2 separate regions of the Sus scrofa genome follow, and region 1 is linked to region 2. The links are chromatin contacts, called in public HiChIP or PLAC-seq maps. All regions are on one chromosome and are shown on one strand. The core of a region is the stretch at or near the end of the contact, and the rest is flanking DNA. Distances in the headings are between cores, read along the strand shown. Region 1 overlaps LOC110262100 (rap guanine nucleotide exchange factor 6-like). Region 2 overlaps FNIP2 (folliculin-interacting protein 2).

Evidence for each region. HiChIP or PLAC-seq counts read pairs in DNA pulled down with a chosen protein or histone mark.
Region 1: a contact with region 2 is called in an H3K27ac HiChIP or PLAC-seq map of alveolar macrophages. The contact joins two enhancer-like sites. A contact is called at or near these places in 1 of 47 Hi-C or Micro-C datasets (epiblast stem cells) and 1 of 2 datasets of contacts at active chromatin or transcription factors (alveolar macrophages).

The regions. Positions count from the first base shown.
Region 1 is chr8:48,064,455-48,072,190 of Sscrofa11.1, reverse strand. The region is part of intron 1 of LOC110262100 (rap guanine nucleotide exchange factor 6-like); the gene reads right to left. Among named protein-coding and RNA genes, the nearest start is that of RAPGEF2, 120 kb to the left of the region's middle. Within about 2 kb of position 2,145, at least 29 of the 83 cell types and tissues checked have an H3K27ac peak or open chromatin away from gene starts, as enhancers often do. A contact at or near this core is called in alveolar macrophages, where this site is marked.
Region 2 is chr8:47,824,751-47,831,706 of Sscrofa11.1, reverse strand. FNIP2 (folliculin-interacting protein 2) reads right to left here. Exons shown (of 18, transcript XR_002346652.1): 16 at 3,559-3,759. Among named protein-coding and RNA genes, the nearest start is that of FNIP2, 130 kb to the right of the region's middle. Within about 2 kb of position 5,351, at least 13 of the 83 cell types and tissues checked have an H3K27ac peak or open chromatin away from gene starts, as enhancers often do. A contact at or near this core is called in alveolar macrophages, where this site is marked.

The sequences.
Region 1 (7,736 bases), core at 896-3,395, 240 kb before region 2:
GGATATAACGTTGATGTCAGGTGATGAAACGGTGTTTTACCTTCATGGTCTTCCTCCCAGAAACTCACAGCCACAGTCTAGTCATCAGGCAAACTCAAATGAAGGACTTCATATAAAATAACTGACCATTAGCCCTAAAGTTGTGAGGAACAAGGAAAGTGAGAAACACAGGTGAGAGGAGGCTGAGGACTGAGCGCAGTTTGATGTCCTGGCTGGTCCTGGAATGGAAAGATGCCTTCATGGGCAACTAGCAAAACAAAGTTCTAAAATTGAGAGTTGAATGAATGCACCTGTGTGGGTGCCTTAGTTTGCACAAAGAATCCTGGTAACATAAGATGTGACAACAGAAGAAAGCCAGGGAAGCACACCCCATTACTATCTTGGCAATTCCTCTGTAATCGAAAATCATTCCAGAATAAAAGTTTTATTGCCGAAAAACCTGTACCCACATAGCTAGATCACTCCCAAAATTATTTTGCATCACAGCTAAAAACATACAACAACACAAAAGAACTTCGTAGGACACTCCAGCCTCTGAATCTTTGGTTTTGGATTCTAGTTTGGGGATGATTTACATTCATCACTGCAAAGACTTAAAAGCTGAACCCACTTGATGTCCATGCATCTTAACCACATGCAGTGCTCAGGACGTGGTGGTTCTTCACCCTCAACATCTCCTCTCCCATTGAGTCTACTTTATTATTTACATCAATGCTTCCTTCAGCAGGTAGGGCTTAAATCTCTCACCTTCATCCCACCCCTTGAGTGTGGGTTGGATTCAATCACCTCTTCCAGAGAATGGAGTATGGAAAGATGGAGGAAGGAGGGGGTTCTGTGTAGACATGACAGCAGAGAAGGCTGAGAGGCACCACCCTAGGCAGGTGGTGGTCATGGGGAGAGGATATACTCTTGATGTCAGGCAATGAAACGGTCTCTCTAGAGGCAGAAATGGGTTTCCCTACTCTATTTCCTCACCCTATCAATGTCATGTTACATCTCTGAAACACGAAACTGAAAACTTTTGAAAACACCCTACTTTGGATACACGCAATTACTAGAGGTGATGACACCAAGTAATAATGCAGTTCAGCCTTTTCTTACCTCTCACTCTGCCCTCCCCAGAAACCTTACTCTCTAGCCAAAATAATTTGTCTCCAAAAGTCCACAATACCTTGGGGTTTGTTTTCTTTATTTCTTCAAAACTTTTCATCCTGTATCAGGTGGGGAGCCCTAAAATCCACGAAATAGCAGGACTTATTTAGTTAGATTCATTCTTCACCATCCAGCTCTGAACTTTATGCATTACGGGTGCCTACAATGTCCTTTTATTTTCTGAAAAACTGTATGTTTCCACAGTAAATCAATGTGAAAATCTCAACCACAAAAAAAAAAAAAAAAACAATACTTCTCAGTAATCTGTTAGCATGTGCTCTATTCAAAACCAGTCATTTGACTGCATTTAAATCATCTTTTCAATTTCATACCAAATCAGATGACCAGCACCCAACTGAACTAGACACAGTAGATAAGCCAGTATCTTTGACTGCAGCTGTGAGCAGCTACAAGACCACAGGGGGAAAAAAAGAAGCCCAATAGTCATATAGTAAAAGAAGATGTTTCACAGCTGCTATGGTGTGACCAACCTTCAGAAGGGCATGTATGGCCTCTACATAAAGGACACCAGTACCCAAATTACAGAGAACAGAAAGCACAGTATGCATCTCTGATTTATCCTCCAAGTGCTGGCAAATTCAGGAGCAAAGCCAAGGCTAGTTCTAGATGCTACGCAGATTTTATTACTTCATCACACCCTATTTTTCTTGCTTACTAGAGCGGCAGCAACCAGTGCACATTTCACAATGAGTCTGGACTGGGGACACCAGCACCAGAGGAGGAAAGAAAGGGACAGGCAGACAGCTGGACAGCAGGCTGATGAACCTGCTCTTGAGCTCCCAGGCCAACCTCAGATTCCAAAACAATCCAGGAACCCTTGACCCTCATTACAAGGGAGGTCATATTTATAAATTCCGCCTACTTGCTCAACTTAATCTGTAGCCCCAAGTTCGATACTCAAGGCATTTTCACAGTCATTCAGGGCCACATGCAGGGCATGGAAAATCTGAGTCATGCCCCGTCCTTGGGCCCAGCTGAGGGAAGGAAGTAATGCTCGGTTTTCTTCTTCCAGCTCCTGTGCTGCAAACAAGAGTCCTTGTTTTCTGTGTCATGGATTTCACATTTGTGTGCTTTCTGTTGGTGATCTCACTGTTTACAAGCCCCTGAGCCTCCTGCAGCAATGCAGTCTAGTGACCCTAGGCACACGAGGGCCACAGGGGAAAAACACATGTGTTAGGTAAGTCTTTGCCCAGATATGGGTTAGAGTGCTCTGGCCCAGAGTTCAATATTCACAAATCAAATTCATATTGAGTAAGGTCTCTTTAAATAAAAACACACACAAAACAAGGTTATACATTTGATCAGTTGACAAAATTGTGGCCAGAGGCTTGCAAGAACCTGGCCATGTACTGCCCCCGAGCAATGGTTCAGTACTGGTTAAGTCAGTGTTCTCTGTAGCCCTACAGAATAGAACTCCCCTGAACACAAGACAAATTAATACTACTAGTAACAATAACAATATAACTAGTAATAAAACACATGACAAAAATTAATTCTACTTGATGAACCTGCTCCTAGGATTTGCAAAATCTGGGACAAAAACAAATAAAATATTCCAAGTAAAAGAACTAGGATTACAGGGGCAATTCTCTAGAACCAATGAACACCTGCCCCAACTGCTTTTAGAATAACGTTAATGCCATGACATTTCATAAAGTTTTTAAATTATGCCCTAAATCATATCTCTCTGTGATAACAATCTCTCCTACGAACTTTTGATCATTATTGCTCTAAAACAAATAAGGGGCAGACCTGCCCAATCCTAAACAATTCTGTTCTACCGTAAGTACAAAGCTGGAGAGAATAACACTTGATATTTACAGTAATTTCTGAGTACTCATATTATCAATACACACAGAAATGACCTGTTTAGGGGAAGAAATACTCAGAGTAGTTCTCTGGTTTTTTCATCACTTACATAAAACAGTCTCTTATTGGAGCTCCCTGATGGTTCAGTGGGTTAAGGATCCAATGTTGTTATTACTGTGACTTGGGTCACTGCTGTGATGTAGGTTTAATCCCTGGCCCGGGAATTTCCACATGCCTCGGGCATCAATAAACAAATAAAAACTAAATAAAAATAAATAAAATAGTCTCATTTTAAAAGAGAGAGAGAAAAAGGAGGGACAGCTTGGGGGGTGCAGGGAGGAAAAAAAACACTAAGCTGAAATTTTAACTACATTTGCTATTGTTTTAAATGTTCACAATACAGTTTTAAGAGCCAATTTTACTTCTTATTCAATGGGTAGGTATTCCAGGTCTTTTTTCCTTCTGCTGCTCTCTATAATTGTATTGAAAACAGTGTTTCCCAGAGTGTATTACACGATGCTTTTGCAAAGGGGAGGCTAGTCATATGAGTTTAGGGAATGCGCACTCCCCTCTCCCCACAAAGCCAAGAGGCTTGATGCAGCCTTGAAAGCTAAGGGCTCCAAAAATTCATTTGTTTAAGCCACATTTAATTTGGATCCAAAAAATAGTTTGATTACTACACCTCTTTCTAAGAAGCATAGTAGCAAATGTAAAATGTCAACATTTGATGAAAATAGACTATTAGGAAAAAATACATAAAATAAAACAGTATGCTCTTATGAATTAGGTTTATTTTTGTTTCTTCTGGATCTGTTCTTGACAGCCTCAACAGAATACAACCAATGAACAGGAAGGTGCTCACCCACTACTGAGAAAACCTAATATGCAATCCAGATTCACTCCTATACCCACCGCCTAAGCACAATCAAATCCAAGAGCACATTACAAGAGAGCCATGAAAAAATACAGTGAAACTCTATTTTAAATGGAAAGAGGAGATATTCAATAGGTAGTTATTAAACATGAACCACCATATGTGTAAGAAGTGCTTCAAAGTATTCAGAGGCAAAATAGAAATTGGGAAAAATAATTGAAAGCAGTATTTGTTGTATGTAGCCTCGAAAACTAGTAAATCATCTGAATTTGACTTTCTCTTTATTAAAATATAAGAAATGATTAAAACTAAAACTTTCCCTGAAAGTAAATATAAGAAACTGGCACTTACAGTTTTCAACATCTATTCTTTCTTTTTTTTTTTTATTTTTTATTTTTTTTAGGGCTGCACCTGCAGCATATGGAGGTTCCCAGGCTAGGGGTCTAATCGGAGCTGTAGCCACCAGCCTATGCCACAGCCACAGCCACACCAGATACGAGCTGTGTTTGCGACCTACACCATAGCTCAAGGCAACGCCGGATCCTTGACCAGCTGAGCAAGGCAAGGGATCACACCCACAACCTCATGGTTTCTAGTCAGATTCATTTTCACTGCGCCATGACAGACCTCGTATTCTTTATTGAACCTCACTTAACCACCTACTTTAAAAATAAAGTACAAGCCCTAAGATTCAATAAAATCTACTATTTGTATAAATACTGTTACATGTAAATGTGATTTAATGACTGTATTTCAACACAACATGAGTGATTCTCTATATTTTCCAGTTCAGTAAGCAATATAACATGTTCTGATTACACATCTAATCTAATACTTTTCTGCCTTTAACCTAAAAGTAAATTAAGCAATTTTAACTTTAAAAAAAAAAAATCACAAAACATATCTGTTGTAGAAAAATGTAAATAAGGATAGGAAAAAATAAGAAATTTTAAATTATCTGCAATCCCTTCACTCAAAAATAAGATTTTTGTAAAAAAAAAAAAAAATACTTTCGGGGCATTTTTAGGACACATATGCCAGTCTCTGCAGAGAACACTCTGCTTTTCATTTAATTTAATCATCCAGCTGCCTATAAATTGGTAATAGAATGCCTACAAAGAAAACTAAGGCAGTAAAAGGCTAGGTATCTTGACTAAAGTCACACACCTTGGAGAGGGCAAAGCAAAAATCTGACCACAAGCCTGCTAAAGAGATTTCACTCACATACAAAGATGTGTTAATGTATTTTAAACAAAAATTCAACGACAGTATACTTTCCATTTTGTAATCAGCTTTCATCACTGATAACTACCATAAATATCTCATGAGGTAAAAGACTACAAGATAGGAGTTTCCTGCTGTGGACAGTGTGGAGTAGGTTGCAGCTGTGGTTCAGTGTGGAGTAGGTTGCAGCTGTGGCTCAAATTCAACCAACACCTGGCCCAGTAACTTCCATATGCTGCGGATGTGGCCCTTTACCAAAAAAAAAAAAAAAAATTTTTTTTTTAATTAAAAAAAAAAACAAGACAGTCTTTTGTTCCAAACACCCTATTAACTCCATCAAGCCTTTCATTTTACATATTTAAGTTCCTGCTATTTTTCTCGACTTTAAGCAATTTTTTTTTTTTTTTTTTTTTTTTTTGGCTTTTTAGGGCCATACCTACAGCATATGGAGGTTTCCAGAGCAGGGGTAGCATCAGAGTTACAGCTGCTGGCCTATACCCACAGCCACAGCAAGGCCAGATCCAAGCTGCGTCTATGACAGCAGCTCACAGCAATGCCGGATTGTTAATCCACTAAGCAAGACCAGGGATCAAACCCCCAACCTCATGGTTCCTAGTCAGAATTATTTTCGCTGTGCCACAACAGGAATTCCAAATTGCAGTTCTTTTTGTAATTTTTCCTTCATTCACTACTAACATGTCTGCCTTTCTCATTGAGATCTTTAAGGACAGCATCCTTAACATTGCAAATAATTTTCCCCAGTGATGACTACTTATTATAGTTCAGATAAAAACAGGCTGGTTAATAGGACAGTAATGTGGAAAAGAAAAAAGAAAACAAAATTAGATTCATGTTATAAATAGTGAGTCTCTAAAAAAATAAAAACTTTACTTTGGAATGATTTTAGCAGTTTTTCAAAAACTGCTATAAACATCCACACGGAGGTTTTTGTGGGGACCTAAGTTTTCAGCTCCATTAGATAAATATCAAGGAGTACAACTGCTGGATCACATGGTAGGATTTTATTAGTTTTGTGAGTAAGAGTATATTATTTCAGTGAGAAACCACCAAATTGTCTTCCAAAGCGCCTGTACCATTTGGCAATCTCCCTGGCAGTGAATGAAAGTTCTTGTTGCTCCACATCTGGTATTGTCAGTGTCCTGGATAGTGGCCATTCCGACAGGTGTGCGGTTGTTTGAATTTACATTACCCTGATGACATTTGATAGGGAGCATCTTTTCATATGCTTATTTGCCATCTGTGTATCTTATTTGCTAACTACTGCTTCTTAAACTTGTAGTTTCTATACTTGGGTTATGCAATATGGTAGCCACTGGCCACACATGGTTACAAATGCTTGAAAAATAGCTAGTCCTGGTGGAAATAAGCTTAAGTGTAAAACTCACACTGGATTTCGAAGACTTGCTATGAAAAGAAGTAAAGTATCTCATAAGTTTTTACATTGCTTACAAATTGAAATGATGGAGTTACCATCATGGCTCAGTGTTTAGCAAACCTGACTAGCATCCGTGAGGACACAGGTTTGATCCCTGGCCTCGCTCAGTGGGTTAAGGATCCGGCGTTGCCTTGAGCTGTGGTGTAAGTCGCAGACGCAACTCAGATCCCGCATTGCTGTGGCTCTGGCGTAGGCCAGTGACTACATCTCCGATTGGACCCCAAGCCTGGGAACCTCCATATGCCACCAGTGCTGCCCTAAAAGACAAAAATAAAAAATAAAAAATTGAAATGACAATGTTTTTAAATATACTGGTTAAATAAAATGTATGACACTACTTTATTTTAAATTTTTTTAATGCGGCTACTAGAAAATTTAAAATTACATGTGGAAAAGAAAAAAGAAAAAAATTAGATTCATGTTATAAATAGTGAGTCTTTAAAAAAATTAAAACTTTACTTTGGAGTTGTCTATGGCTTGTCTATCAGACAGCACTGATCTATATTTGGCTGGTATTTTGACAACTGTACTAGGCAAACACTGAGTCCTCAGCAGTAGTTTCTGGACAGTATTATGATAATAAGGAAAAATAAGAAAGCAAGTTGTTTAGGAAGCAAAATCATCAGTGAAATTCATTCCAAAGTATTTAAAAGGTCATAGCTTTGCTTTCTCTATAAATCCTGGAACCACCACGATATTACAAGCAGTTTCATGCAATAGCAATGCTGTTACTGATAATCCTCTGCAAAGGTCACCAAGAACATCCTAGAATTTGGCCAAGCCACAAGTAGTTGGTTGGTTTCACTAGGTCCAATACATGAAGAAAAGAAATGACTGGAGGATAACTAAAACTTTTTTAGTATTAAGATGAACTGAGACTACTGGAAAGAATGTGAGAATAGCTTAATGATAGTGTAAGGTCTAGCTTTGGCCAAATCAAGATTAATTCAAGGGCATATTTATTGGGTTCCTCTACCCAACATGGGAGGTGAAAAGTTTCACAGAAATAAGCAGGAGGAGTTCCTGTTGTGTCTCAGTGGTTAACCAATCTGACTGGGAACCATGAGGTTGCGGGTTCGATCCCTGGCCTTGCTCAGTGGGTGAAGGATCCGGCATTGCAGTGATCTGTGGTGTAGGTCACAGATGCAGCTCGGATCTCGCGCTGCTGTGGCTGTGGCATAGGCCCATGGCTACAGCTCC
Region 2 (6,956 bases), core at 4,102-6,601:
GCCATTTTCCTGTATCTCAGGGTATTTTGGTGCAGTGCATTCCCAGAAGAATGGCTGGGACAATTTTATTCTGAACTCTTTTTTTCTTTCTCAAGAGTGTATTTTAACTAGGTCTCTAGTAACAGTAAAGAAAGGGCAATTATTTTCAGGACATCACTACCCTTGGAGTTGTGTCCAACTTCATTTCTGAGAGAACAGCCACCATCTGTGTCTTGCACCAGAGGCAAATGCTGTTGATTTGGCAGGCAGAACTATCCAGCCACCTTCAGGAAGTCACCTGATGGCTCTGCCAAGGGTAATTCCATCAGACATGATTTTCATAGCCCATTATGCCTATTTTTCAGGTAAAGATTAGCTGATGCATTTGAAAATGTTGATGGTGACCATCTGGGCTGAGTGGTGATATGGAAAAAAGCACCCCTTAGAGATGCAGTCTTTTCCATTTTTCATGGACTTAAAATCTTAAATGCACCATGTTGGGGGGAGTGAAACACAACTTGTGAATGTGTTAAGAGTAATAATCAAAGCCCAGAGGATTTCAGCAATTCTGATGAAGATGTTCCCCCAAGTAAACAGAGTTAAGTGGTGAAAGATCTCTTGTTAAGCTTCAGTTCCTTATGAAGGAAATACAAAGTTTTAGTAAGAGTGTCATAAAATATTAACAAGAACATTCACATTACATTGAACCCTTTACATTTTAAAATAGTTAATTTACAGTGCTTTCATCATCCCCAGGACTATGTGTGTTGCAAAGTGGAAATAAAAGCAACACTGGTTTGGAGATCCCGTCGTGGCTCAGTGGTTAACGAATCCGACTAGGAACCATGAGGTTGCGGGTTCGATCCCTGGCCTCGCTCAGTGGGTTAAGGATCCAGCATTGCCATGAGCCGTGGTGTAGGTCACAGACGAGGCTTGGATCTGGCATTGCTGTGGCTCTGGCGTAGGCCAGTGGCTGCAGCTCTGATTAGACCCCTAGCCTGGGAACCTCCATATGCTGCAGGAGCGGCCCTAGAAAAGGCAAAAAGACAAAAACAAACAAACAACAACAAAAAAAACCCCAAAGCAACACTGGTTTACATGGACTGTACAGGAAACTTGAAGTCAAAGCATTTATACACATTTTTTTAAAAGTCTGATTACAAAATTGAACTGTCTTTGGATTCCCTCTCTCCCCTTTCTGAGATGAATTTCTTCACTTTTAACTTCTGAATTTTAAATAGCTACTTTCTCTTTTGGTACTGAGGTACTAACAGACGTTTAATCCTGTGTTTCACTGGAGTGATTTTTAAGGAGAATTTTAAATGGCAGATGAAGTTTTCTTTGATCTTGATTTTTTTCAGGTTATCTAAGTCATTCATATTACTAAGTGGTTAAACATAACTTATGTCCAAATGAAGTACAAAGAATTAACTCTGGCAATTTCTTGCTGGGATAACTAAGGTATCAAATGTAACGAGAGGAGTGTCCGTGAGGATACAGGTTTGATCCCTGGACTCGGCGGGTTAAGGATCTGGCATTGATGCAAGCTGTGGTGTAGGTCACAGATGCGGCTTGGATCCAGTGTTGCTGTGGTTGTAGCGTAGGCCAGCAGCTGCAGCTTCAATCTGACCCCAAGTCTGGGAATTTCCATATGCCACAGGTATGGCTTTAAAAAAAACAAAAAACACAACAAAATGTTACAAGAAATATGTATTACAGAATAAAAGATAAAAGTCTAGTAAATACTTATAACAGGTAAAAAGCTATAAAATCAAATATATCTTTCTTCCCTTACAGAAAAGGAGATTCCCACCTCTAAACCAGCATGATGCCAGGTGCTACTAGAAAGAAAAACTGTCTATAAATGTAGAACAGAAATAAAGCCCTAATAATCCACAGGTGCCTCTTGTGTTACCCCCGGGACAGGGGTCCTGTGGTTTAAGGCCGAATAAAGGTTTCAGTGAAAAGGTGGTATCTATCTTTACAGCCATGAATACCGTTTCACCAAACTAATTATTATTATTATACTAATAGGAGCTTTTCTTGAGTGTTTATAACATCCAACACGGCTCTAAGCACTTGACCTGAATTATCTCACTTGATTTTCATAATCTCAGGAGGTAGCTCCTGTGGTTTCCCAGCTTTGACCCTGGCAAGGCACTTGGCCAGGAAGTAGCGGGGCCTGGACCTGAATTCAGGCTGTAGGACTTGGAAGCCCATGCCCTGGCCAAGGCCCTCCTGGCTGCCAGGGTGCCTCATCTTGGCCAGAGTTCGGACGGCAGCACCTCAGAGGATTCCCCCATGTTGAACAGGTGCCACCTTAACCTTACAGACAACAAAGGTGACGTCCCCAGAGGCTCAGACTGTCCACCATCACCCAGCAAATCAATCACAAAGCCTGGACATGACCCCAGAGACGTCCAGAAGTGCCCCGGGATGCCACGGGCCACCTCGGGTGATAGCAGGACAATGTTTGGAAGCTCCCTCTTTGAGGAAAAAGTAGTCTTGACCTTCTGAGTAATGTGGTGCAATTGCAGATTCGGTCCCAAGGATTCACTTCTCTGCCAGCAATGGGTGAGGTAATTCACATGCACCTCCCCGCTTGGTGGTTAACAGCTCTGTATTTTCTGTGAGGCCGGAAGGGAGATGTGAGCTGTCTGGGTTGGGGCTGAGGGCAGAGTGGAGAGGAAGGGCTGGAGGCGGCTGCTCACCCAGCTGCATCTCCACTGGCCAGGGAGCTCCTCCCGCATGAACTGACCCTCAGCACCGCTTCTGCTTTAGAACTCTCCCTCTCTCTCTAAATATACTTCCTCCATCTTTCTTCACACACACACTATCCTGGGAACCCGGAGAGAGCGGCTGTCTGTATTTAATGTAAGGTTATCGAAGTAATTTTAAAATTTAAACTTCAAGGAGTTCCCGTCATGGCTCAGCAGTAACAAACCCAACTGGTATACAGGTTCGATCCCTGGCCTCACTCAGTGGATTAAGGATCCAGCATTGCTGTGAGCTGCAGTGTAGGTCACAGATGAGGCTCGGATTTGGCATTGCTGTGGCTGTGGTAGAGAGTGGCAGCTATAGCTCTGATCCAACCCCTAGCCTGGGAACCTCCATATGCTGTGGGTGAGGCCCTAAAAAGACAAAAAGAAAAAAAAAAATCCCATTCAAACAACTGACACCAACCCCCATGGATTATGGAGCTTCAACATTTACACAATCTTCTATTTTATCCAGAACAACCCTATGAGGGTGGTCCCTGAATAGACAGAACTCCAGTCCCTTTGGAAACTGGCTTGCTTGGTATCGATCTGATAAATAGAAAACCCAGGAGTTTTCCCAAAGGAGGATTTTAAATTTCCCTTCATGCTTGACCCCTGTAACTCACCTACTTCTCCCTATAACCTGTTCACTCCATGCTCTTTGCCTCACAGAAGGGCAGCTGTTGCTGAATGTAGCCCGTGCTGGCTCTGTGTCACCTGTTCCGGTTTTACTTGGGCTATCAATCAGTTACACTAAAAATAATACGACTGAAAGTGTTTTTAGCTCTATTTCTTTGATGACAGGAGAAGACGGACTTACAAAATCGGCGGGGAGGTGAAGTTTGTGCAGCTGCAGGATGGACTGGAGTAGATTGGACACCTGACTCGAGACCAGGACGTCCTGGCCAAGTTTCGTGCTGTCTACTGCCTTCCTCTGACTTGTGGCCACCTGGACACTCCACTTATCCGTGTCTGCGATGATGCAGACTGCCTCGGCGATAGGTTCATCGAGCACGGGGTGCTGCAAGGGAAGCATAGGGTCAGCTCCTCACCACGCTTCTCAGCACACTTCTGGTGATGCTCAGAGCAACCAGAAATCTCTGGGCAGCATCAGACCGAGGGTGGACAGGGCGACCTGGGGGCTACAGGAACCCAGAGGTGCCCAGTGGGCTCAGCCAGGAGTGTCACAACATTGCTATTTATTTTTAAATTTTTTTCTAATGATGTTTTTATTTTTGATATAAAATAAGTCTTTCAGATAAACCAAGAAAAAAATGTCTACATAATCCCATTCAGTAAACAAACAAATAAGAAACAAATTTAAAAGAAACTGAGATCCAGACTAGCTTCAAGTATCTGATATGGTAACAAAAGTGTGGATGATGTAAAGCTATTTAAAAATTAACTCAGAGGAGTTCCAGGGTGGCTCAGTGGGTTAAGGATCTGGCAATGTCACTGCTGTAGCTGTGGTTACTGCTGGGGTGCAAGTTTGATTCCTGACCTGGGAACTTCCATATGCTATGGCACAGCCAAAAAAAAAAAAAAAAAATTAACTGGATAAAATTGCAATCATGATTGTCTTCTTCCATCCAGGAGGCACACTATACATGTCAAATGTTCAGGGGTAAGTAAAAAGACACACCATTTCTCTCCATCCCAGGACATTAAAGCCCAAGTCCTTCTGGAAGACTGCACTTGACTTTTTTTTGGAGGGGGGGGGGCCCTGCACCTGGGACATGAGGAAATTTCTGCGCCAGGAGTCAAATCAGAGCTTCAACCTACACCACAGCAACACTGGATCTGAGCTGCATCTATGACCTACACTGCAGCTCACTGCAACATGGGATCCTTATCTCACTGAGGGAGGCCAGGGATACAACCTGCCTCCTCATGGGCACTATGTCGGGTCCTTAACTTGCTGAGCCACAAGGGGAACTCCTGCAGTTGCCTTTTAAGTGGAGACTCAGAAGAGGGTGAAGGATTCTACTGTCATCATCCCAAGAAGGAGGTCTGGTGGGGAAAAGGAATGTCCCCTGAAAGATACGGTGCTTCAACCACTAAGCAATGTTGGTTCAGTAACTGTGCGCTACCTGCATCAGCAACTCTGACAACTGACTGAAACCAGACAGGGCCAGGAAGCGACTGATCGAGCCGAGGCCAAAGGGTACGAGTGTGGCCACTGACAAACATGCTTGAACACAAGCTCCTTGGTAACTGGGCAGTGGTGGACAAAGCATGTTAACCAGTAAACAGTGCCCCAGGGCAATAGGGTGAAAGCTGACACAGTCAAGGCAAGGGCCTAAAGCAACCAAATTCCTTGAAACTGATCCAAGTACAAGCACTTCCCCACCAACTCCTTTGACACAGGCTTGGTGCCCCATGTGTGCAAAAATCGACAGCACAAAAGCCTTCCTGGCCCCAAGCTGAGAGAAGCAGGCGTGGGCAGGTATACAGACAGACGCCCCTCATGGCCAGCATGCACGGGCACAGCTTCCTGACCTCAGTCACCAAAGGAAAACATGCCTGGCTTCCACGGGTCATTCTGTCCCTGTCGCTGCCCTGGTGCCTTTTGCCACTTTGGCTGCCAGGCCTAACTTCCTCCTGTTAACTTCCTCCTCATTTCCCCTTGGACAATGAACTTTCCTGGCTAAATCCTGCAAGGCCCACCCTCCCTGAGTCTTGGGAGGTACCAGGGCCAGTCAGATGCTTCCTCCCTAAAGCAGGGAGCCAAGGACACTCAGGGCCACTGTGTTCCTACCCAGAGAGCAACTCGGAGGTACCTTGTTTCCCACCTACCCCAAGCCTAGTTCTTCAGCCTTCTTACCATTTTTAAGAATCCCTACTTTCCCTCCATTTAAATGAACACAATTTGGGAGTTCCCATTGTGGTGCAGCAGAAACAAATCTGACTAGCATCCATGAGGATGGAGGTTTGATCCCTGGCCTCGATCAGTGGATTAAAGATCCACTGTTGCCGTGAGCTGTGGTGTAGGTCACATACTCGGCTCAGATCTGGTGTTGCTGAGGCTGTATTGTAGGCTGGCAACTGCAGCTCAGACTCAACCCCTAGCCTGGAAACTTCCATATACCTCGGGTGCAACCTTAAAAAATATACTTTTTTTTTTTCTATTGAAAAGAATAGCAAACAGCAAATCAGACAAAGCTGACTGGGCCAATACTTAAGCATTTGTTCAAATAATCCTTTTTTTAAAAAATCTTTCTATGGCTGCACTTGCAGCAGATGGAAATTCCTGGGCCAGGAGTTGAATTGGAGCTGCGAACTTCTGGCAACCTAGGATACTTAACCCACTGATTGAGGTAAGGGATCAAACCCAAATCCTCACAGAGACAATGCTGAGTCTATAAGTGGCTGAGCCACAATGGAAACTCCTCAAATAATCTTAAACATGAGAAATAAAATAATATGACAAAGCAGATTCTTGAATTAATGAAGCCCAGTTTTCCAAGGATGGGTCTCACTTTCTTAGACTTGTTAACCAAATAGTATGGATGCTCATACACATAATGACCCCAAATTTCATTGTCCCCAAAAGGTTTTTGGACCCCTCACTCCTACTCTCCTTATGCAGACATATACACACTCTCCAAAATTGAAAGCAAAGACGGGGCTGCAATGACTTCCCTTTACAAGTTCCTGCAAATTCTTGCCCATGTGTCCTGAATTCACAGCAAGATTAAAATGGCTCACCATCAATGTACCTGGTCCTTATGAGCAAAGAAAAGGAAATGTGGACATATAAAAAATCTGTACTTCGGGAGTTCCTGTCATGGCTCAGCAAAAATGAATCAGACTAGTATCCATGAGGACGCAGATTCAATCCCTGGCCTCGCTCAATGGGTTAAGGATCTGGCGTTGTCGTGAGCTGTGGTGTAGGTTGCACTTGCAGCTTGGATCCTGGATTATTGTGGCTGTGGCGTAAGACAGCAGCTACAGCTCCGATTCAACTCCTAGCCTACGAACCTCCATATGCTGAGGGTATGACCTAAAAAGGACCCCCCCCCAAAAAAGATTTGTATTTTGAGCTCAATTTCCTTCAAGGCTTTTTGTGCCTATCAGAAATTCACAGTTTTCTAGGTAGCACAGAATGGATCTATACTAAAGCCTCTCCTCCAAGGGGCTTCCATCCTGAAAGCATTTATGTGATCTAAAGGTCTGTCCACATGTAGATGATGAGTGGAATGTCTGCCAACCCCCTTC